Regions from separate parts of the Mus musculus genome. Here region 1 is linked to region 2. Evidence: chromatin contacts called from public Hi-C data. All regions are on one chromosome and are shown on one strand. Each heading gives the region's core, a stretch centred on a gene start, on an enhancer-like site or on the middle of the called end of the contact. The rest is flanking DNA. Distances are from core to core; before and after follow the strand shown. Region 1 overlaps Septin9 (septin 9). Region 2 has its middle 32 kb from the start of Mfsd11.

Region 1 (2,700 bases), core at 201-2,700, 410 kb after region 2:
CCATAGAAATGGAAAAAGACCTGGATGTGCAGAGCTGTGTTCCAAGGCTCAGAGCCTGCAGTTGGGAAGCACCTGTAGGTACCAAGCTCCTTTGGTGGCCACTGCCAGGCCTCTGTCTGTCATGTGATCCTGGGACCTGAGGCCTGAGCATCTGGAGAGGAGTTGGCGCTAAAGCCATGTATGCTCACGTAGTGCTTGGAATAAGCCATGTTCTGGTGATCACTAGGTCTCTAGGGGGCCTTCTGGGAACCACAGCCTGAGTGCCAGGTGGAAGCCCAGAGTTGAGGATGCCGCAGGAGGACCGTGAGTCCTTCTGAGGAGGTTTGCACGGGAGTTCCCCCGTCCTGCTGTCTCTCTAGTCTGGCCTTCCTCCCTAGATGACTAACTTCTCATTGCTGAAGCAAAACCGCCCGAGGACCTGCTTAAAGGAAGGGAAGGGTTTGTGTCGGCTCTCGGCTTCAGGGGACAGAGTCATCATGGTGTAGAAAGCCGGATGGCAGCGGCGTGCCCGAAATCCGGAAGCAGAGGGTGACGATCTGCTCCCACTCCTTTAATTACTATCATTAATTGTAGCGAAATGCACGCAAGATGCATTGGTGGCTGCGGCGGCGGCGGTGCCGTTAATGGATGCAGCTCAGCGCTGCTAAGCACATCCAAGTGGTGCCACAAGTACCACCTCCAGCAATTTCCAGATCTCCCTACACCCCACACAGAAGCTCTGTTCCCCATAAAGCAACTCCCTATGCCTCCTTCCTCGGGTCTGACAGCCCCGTGCTTCTTCCTGGTGAGGCTGCGATACTCCGTTCTCTCTGGCTTGCTTCTCAAGGCCTTCACAGCGGCCTCAGTATCCATCCATACTGGACCCTGTGTCAGAACCCGGTTCCTTGAACAAACTGAATGTGTTATAGGCGCAGTGGAACACTTTCTCCCTTGTAGTGGGCTTGCGCTTGTCAGGCAAGTGCTGCACCACTGAGCTGTCCCTGGTTCAGGGGAGAATCAGTTCGTCCACTGATGTACATCTGACTGGCTTCTAGCATTTGGTTCTGGTAAACAATGCTTGCGTCATGGGGATGCACGTAGCTTTTTAAGCCCCCAACCACACCCCGTTCCTTGATTCTCTAATGGTTGGTGGACTTGGGACAAGGCTGGGGCTCAGCCCTTTGAGAATGTCAGGTGTCAGACCTCAGTAAGTACTTGGGGATTCGTGAACCCTTGACGGGTCCTTCTGGGCCTGCGTCTGTGCTTCTCTCCCTGAGTCCTAAACTTGACCCGGTTGAGGTTGCCCAGACGGAGCATCCAGACCTCAGGTGGAAGGAACAAAGGCCCTGCGCACTGTTGAGCAGAGGGCCCAGTGCCCTGTGTTCCCGCCACAGAGCCTGATTGATCTGGGACCTCCAAAGGCACCAGCTCCACCTCCCTCCTGAGAGATGTTCACACTGCTGAGTCAGGCAGGATGTGGTTGGAGAGATAGGTGGCTGCACCCGCCGCCCGCCCAGCTGTTGATTGCAGCTGGTGCTGGATACAAAGAAGGTGGTCCTGGTTCTGGGGCCGGGTGGGAACGTCTGCTGAAGGATGCTGCATGTCTTCCAGTGAGGGTGCAGCTCAGACGCCGCACACGTGGTTGGGCCATGGGGACCAGTTCATAGCCTCTGTCCTTGCTAGCTTGTGGGAGGACAGTGGGTGAGAGTGAAAAAGCTCTGTGGAAACCTGTTAGGGAGGGCAGGAATTCAGTAGGCCAGGGTAAAGAAAGGTCCTCTGTGTGTGTGTGTGTGTATGTGTGTGTATATGTGTATGTATACATGTGCATATGTGTTTGTGTCTTGTGTGTATATGTGTGTGTTGTGTGTATGTGTGTGTGTGCATGTGTGTATGTATGTGTATGTATACATGTGTATGTATATGTATACATGTGCATATGTGTTTGTGTCTTGTGTGTATATGTGTGTGTTGTGTGTTTGTGTGTATGTATGTGTATGCATGTGTGTCTGTGTGTGTATGTATGTGTATGTATATATGTGTGTGTGTATGTATACATGTGCATATGTGTTTGTGTCTTGTGTGTATATGTGTGTGTTGTGTGTTTGTGTGTATCTGTGTATTTATGTATGTGGTGTGTGTGGTATGTGTGTCTGTGGTATGTGTATGTGTGTGGTACGTGTATGTGTGTGTAGTATGTGTGTGTGTGGTGTGTCTGTCTGTCTGTCTGGAGGTCAGAGGTCAACTTTGGTGTCATTCCTCAGGAGGCATCCATCTTGCTTTCTTTTCTCTTTCTTTCTTTCTTTCTTTCTTTCTTTCTTTCTTTCTTTCTTTCTTTCTTTCTTTCTTTCTTTCTTTCTTTCTTCCTTTCTCTCTTTCTCTCTTTCTCTCTTTCTCTCTTTCTCTCTTTCTTTCTTTCTTTCTTTTTTAAGATTTATTTATACCATTGCTCTCTTCGGACACACCAGAAGAGGGCATCCGATCCCATTACAGATGGTTGTGAGCTACCACATGGTTGCTGGGAATTGAACTCAGGACCTCTGGAAGAGCAGTCAGTGCTCTTAACCGCTGAGCCATCTCTCCAGCCCTTGCTTTCTTTTTCTTTGGAGGTTTTTTTTTATTTATGTGTGTGTGTTTTGCCTGCATACATATACATGTGCACCATGTGCATGCCTGGTGCGGTAGACCCCTGGAGCTGCAGTTACAGACAATTGTAAGCTGCCA
Region 2 (2,700 bases), core at 199-2,698:
TTGCAGGGAATTGAACTCAGGACCTCTGGAAGAGCAGTCAAGTGCTCTTAACTGCTGAGCCATCTCTCCAGCCCATATTTAGATTTGTTCATTTTTATTTCATGTGTGCTTTGTTTCTGTGCACCACATGCATACCTGGTGCCTGTAGAGAACAGAAGAGCTCATCAAATACCGCAGAACGATCCCAGACGATTCCGAGTGACCGTGTGGTGTTGGGGCTCAAACCCTGGTTCTCTGGAAGAGCAGTCCTCTCATCTGCTGAGCCATCTCTCCAGCCCATAAACAAAAACGTAAAAGAAAGAAAAGACCTGTTCCGGTCAGACCAGAATTATGATGGCTAGGATGCCCCGTCTTGTATCTTGAAATGCAGTGGACATGCCTGCTCTATAAGGTCTCCATACACTTTAAGACCCTTTTTTTTTCTTCTGCAAGTCGATGGGTCTAGATACCCAAGATAGTCTCGAACCTGGGCTGTAGAGTGCTTGCCTAGTATGCTCAGACCCCCGGTTTCCATTCCCCAGTGCTATTAAAACAAAAACAAAAAACAAAAAATTGGGCTTTGTGGCACATGATTGTAGTCCTGCACTCAGGAGTCAGAGGCAGGACGATCAGGAGTCGAAGGTCAGCCTTGGCTATGTTTTTGAGGCCAGCCTGGGCTATAGACTCCAAATCAAATCAAATTTATTCCAGATGATTCGGGGGAAAGACTCAGCCACAGCTGTCCAGCTCTTGAATCCTCTCATAGAGTGCAGAAATCAGTTCTTGGTACGGAGGCTGGGTGCATATCCTACGATGCCCAGCAGAGGGCAACCGACTCTTGCGATCTGTTTTTACAGCTTTGGATCTAGGCCGAGACTGAACTCGTGATCTGGGATGCAAGAGGTGTGGAGCCGGCATAGTAAATAGCTCGGTTTAAGGGACGTCTCTGCTGTGTTTCAGTCTCCCACGCTTAGGTCTCCGAGGTGTCACTGTCCTATGTGTTCTGTTGTCCCGACGTGAATCTCTAAGTTTATAGGTAGACTTTCCGAAAGAAGAGCCAGTGAAATGGTTCAGCGGAGACTGTCCTGACACCTTCCCTTTGTGTGTGTGTGTTGTGAGGAAGGGCAGGGGGTGCGGGGCAGGGCGCGGGGGTGCTGGGGGATCCCTGGCATCCTCTGGCTCTGCGCAGACCCAGTTGAAAAGAAACTTAGGTTCCTTCACCCTGAACTCCCTCTGCGTGTACAGGGATCCTACTGCTCTCCGCCTCTCCGGGGGTGGGGGTTGGGGGGACGGAGGGGGCGAGGTGAGGAGGGAGGGAAGGGGAGGGGAGGGAGGTGACTGATCCTCTGAAAGGGAATCCGGAAGCCCTTGGCTGGCTTCAGCAGGTTGCTAAGGAACAGGAGGCCTCAGGGGTGCTCTGCAGGTGAGTTGGATCCCTTGCCAGCTGTCTGCTTCGCAGTTTCTGTTCCCCCTTGAGCACCGGGGTGGGGGTGGGGGGAAAAGGGGGGTGCAGCTGGTTACCCAGATCTACCACCTACTTCTGTAACAAACTCAGCACCTGTCTCAGGCTGACAAGGGCCCAGATGGGACAATGGGTTTACTGCAGCTCCGGTCTTCCCAAGTCTAAGGGTTTTTTTTCTCATGAGTGGCTGTCTCTCCCATCTCTGTGTGGGCTGGGCTTTAGTTTTATGTAGGTAGTGGTTAAACCAGGGCCTTATGCATGCTAAACAAACACTCTGTCGCTAAGCCACACCCACAGTCTAAAGGCAGGTGGATGTTGTTGTTGTTGTTTTTGGGCATGTTGGCACACAACTTCACTTCCAGTACTTGGGAGATAGGATGACAGATCTGTGAGTTCAAGGTTGGCCTGGTCTGCATAGCCAATGTTAAGCCATCCAGGAATGCATAGTGAGACCCTTCCTCAAAACAGAAGTTATTCTTTGAGAGTTTCATTGGTGTGTATAGTGTTATTTTGGTCACCCTCTCATCTGTCTCCCACTCCCTGAACCACATCTTCCAAAGAAAAATCCCCTTGGCTTCGTGGGGGGGGGGGGAGGGGAGGGGAGAGGGAGGCAGAGAGAAAGAGAGAGACAGAGACAGAGAGACAGAGAGACACTCAGGAGCCAGGGTTTCAGCCCTCGTCCAGAAGCAAAGTAGACACTCGCTCAGAACTGCAAACACAATGATACTCTCCTTGTCACTGTGGTTGAAATGGGGACAGATAAACTCTGGTTCAAGTTACCACCTGTCGCTCCTCAGGTGTCATTGTGGATGAGAGTTCTTAACTGTCACTTTCATCAAGCTAGAACCTGGGAGAAATGGCTGGGTGACCGAGTCCTTGTGTCCCACACTGCAGGGAGCTCAGACCACCACGGGGCACCAAAGAGATGGGCACAGAGGAAACTGTGCCCAGTGAGTGGACACTGAGAGGGTCCCATTGCCCAGTGCCCACCCAGTTGGAAGTACTGTCTATTCTGGGCCCCAGGAGAGTAATGGGGAGAGCTAGGGTCAAGGCAGGAACAGTGGGAGGGGAGGGGGTGTCATCTGGTCCAAACCTCTGCATCTGCACGCCCCCTGCCCCTCATCCCCCATCCTTAGATCTGCAGAGTCCAACCAAAGAACAGGATGGAGTTTTCTGGTTCATCTCCTGCTTCTGCAGGTGCAAGCTCTTGCTGGGGATATAGATGGAGCTCTGAGGTGGGGAAAGAGGGTGGGGCCTTG

The links. A called contact is a pair of places that touch in the nucleus more often than the background predicts.
Region 1: a contact with region 2 is called in a Hi-C map of pre-pro-B cells, with 2.8 times the contacts expected there. The contact joins two enhancer-like sites. A contact is called at or near these places in 2 of 484 Hi-C or Micro-C datasets (bone marrow-derived macrophages and pre-pro-B cells) and 1 of 115 datasets of contacts at active chromatin or transcription factors (pancreatic cancer cells).

The regions. Positions count from the first base shown.
Region 1 is chr11:117,291,166-117,293,865 of GRCm38.p6, forward strand. The region is part of intron 2 of Septin9 (septin 9); the gene reads left to right. Among named protein-coding and RNA genes, the nearest start is that of Septin9, 26 kb to the left of the region's middle. Within about 2 kb of position 1,451, at least 48 of the 459 cell types and tissues checked have an H3K27ac peak or open chromatin away from gene starts, as enhancers often do. A contact at or near this core is called in pancreatic cancer cells and pre-pro-B cells, where this site is marked.
Region 2 is chr11:116,884,608-116,887,307 of GRCm38.p6, forward strand. No RefSeq gene overlaps it. Among named protein-coding and RNA genes, the nearest start is that of Mfsd11, 32 kb to the left of the region's middle. Within about 2 kb of position 1,449, at least 85 of the 459 cell types and tissues checked have an H3K27ac peak or open chromatin away from gene starts, as enhancers often do. A contact at or near this core is called in pancreatic cancer cells and pre-pro-B cells, where this site is marked.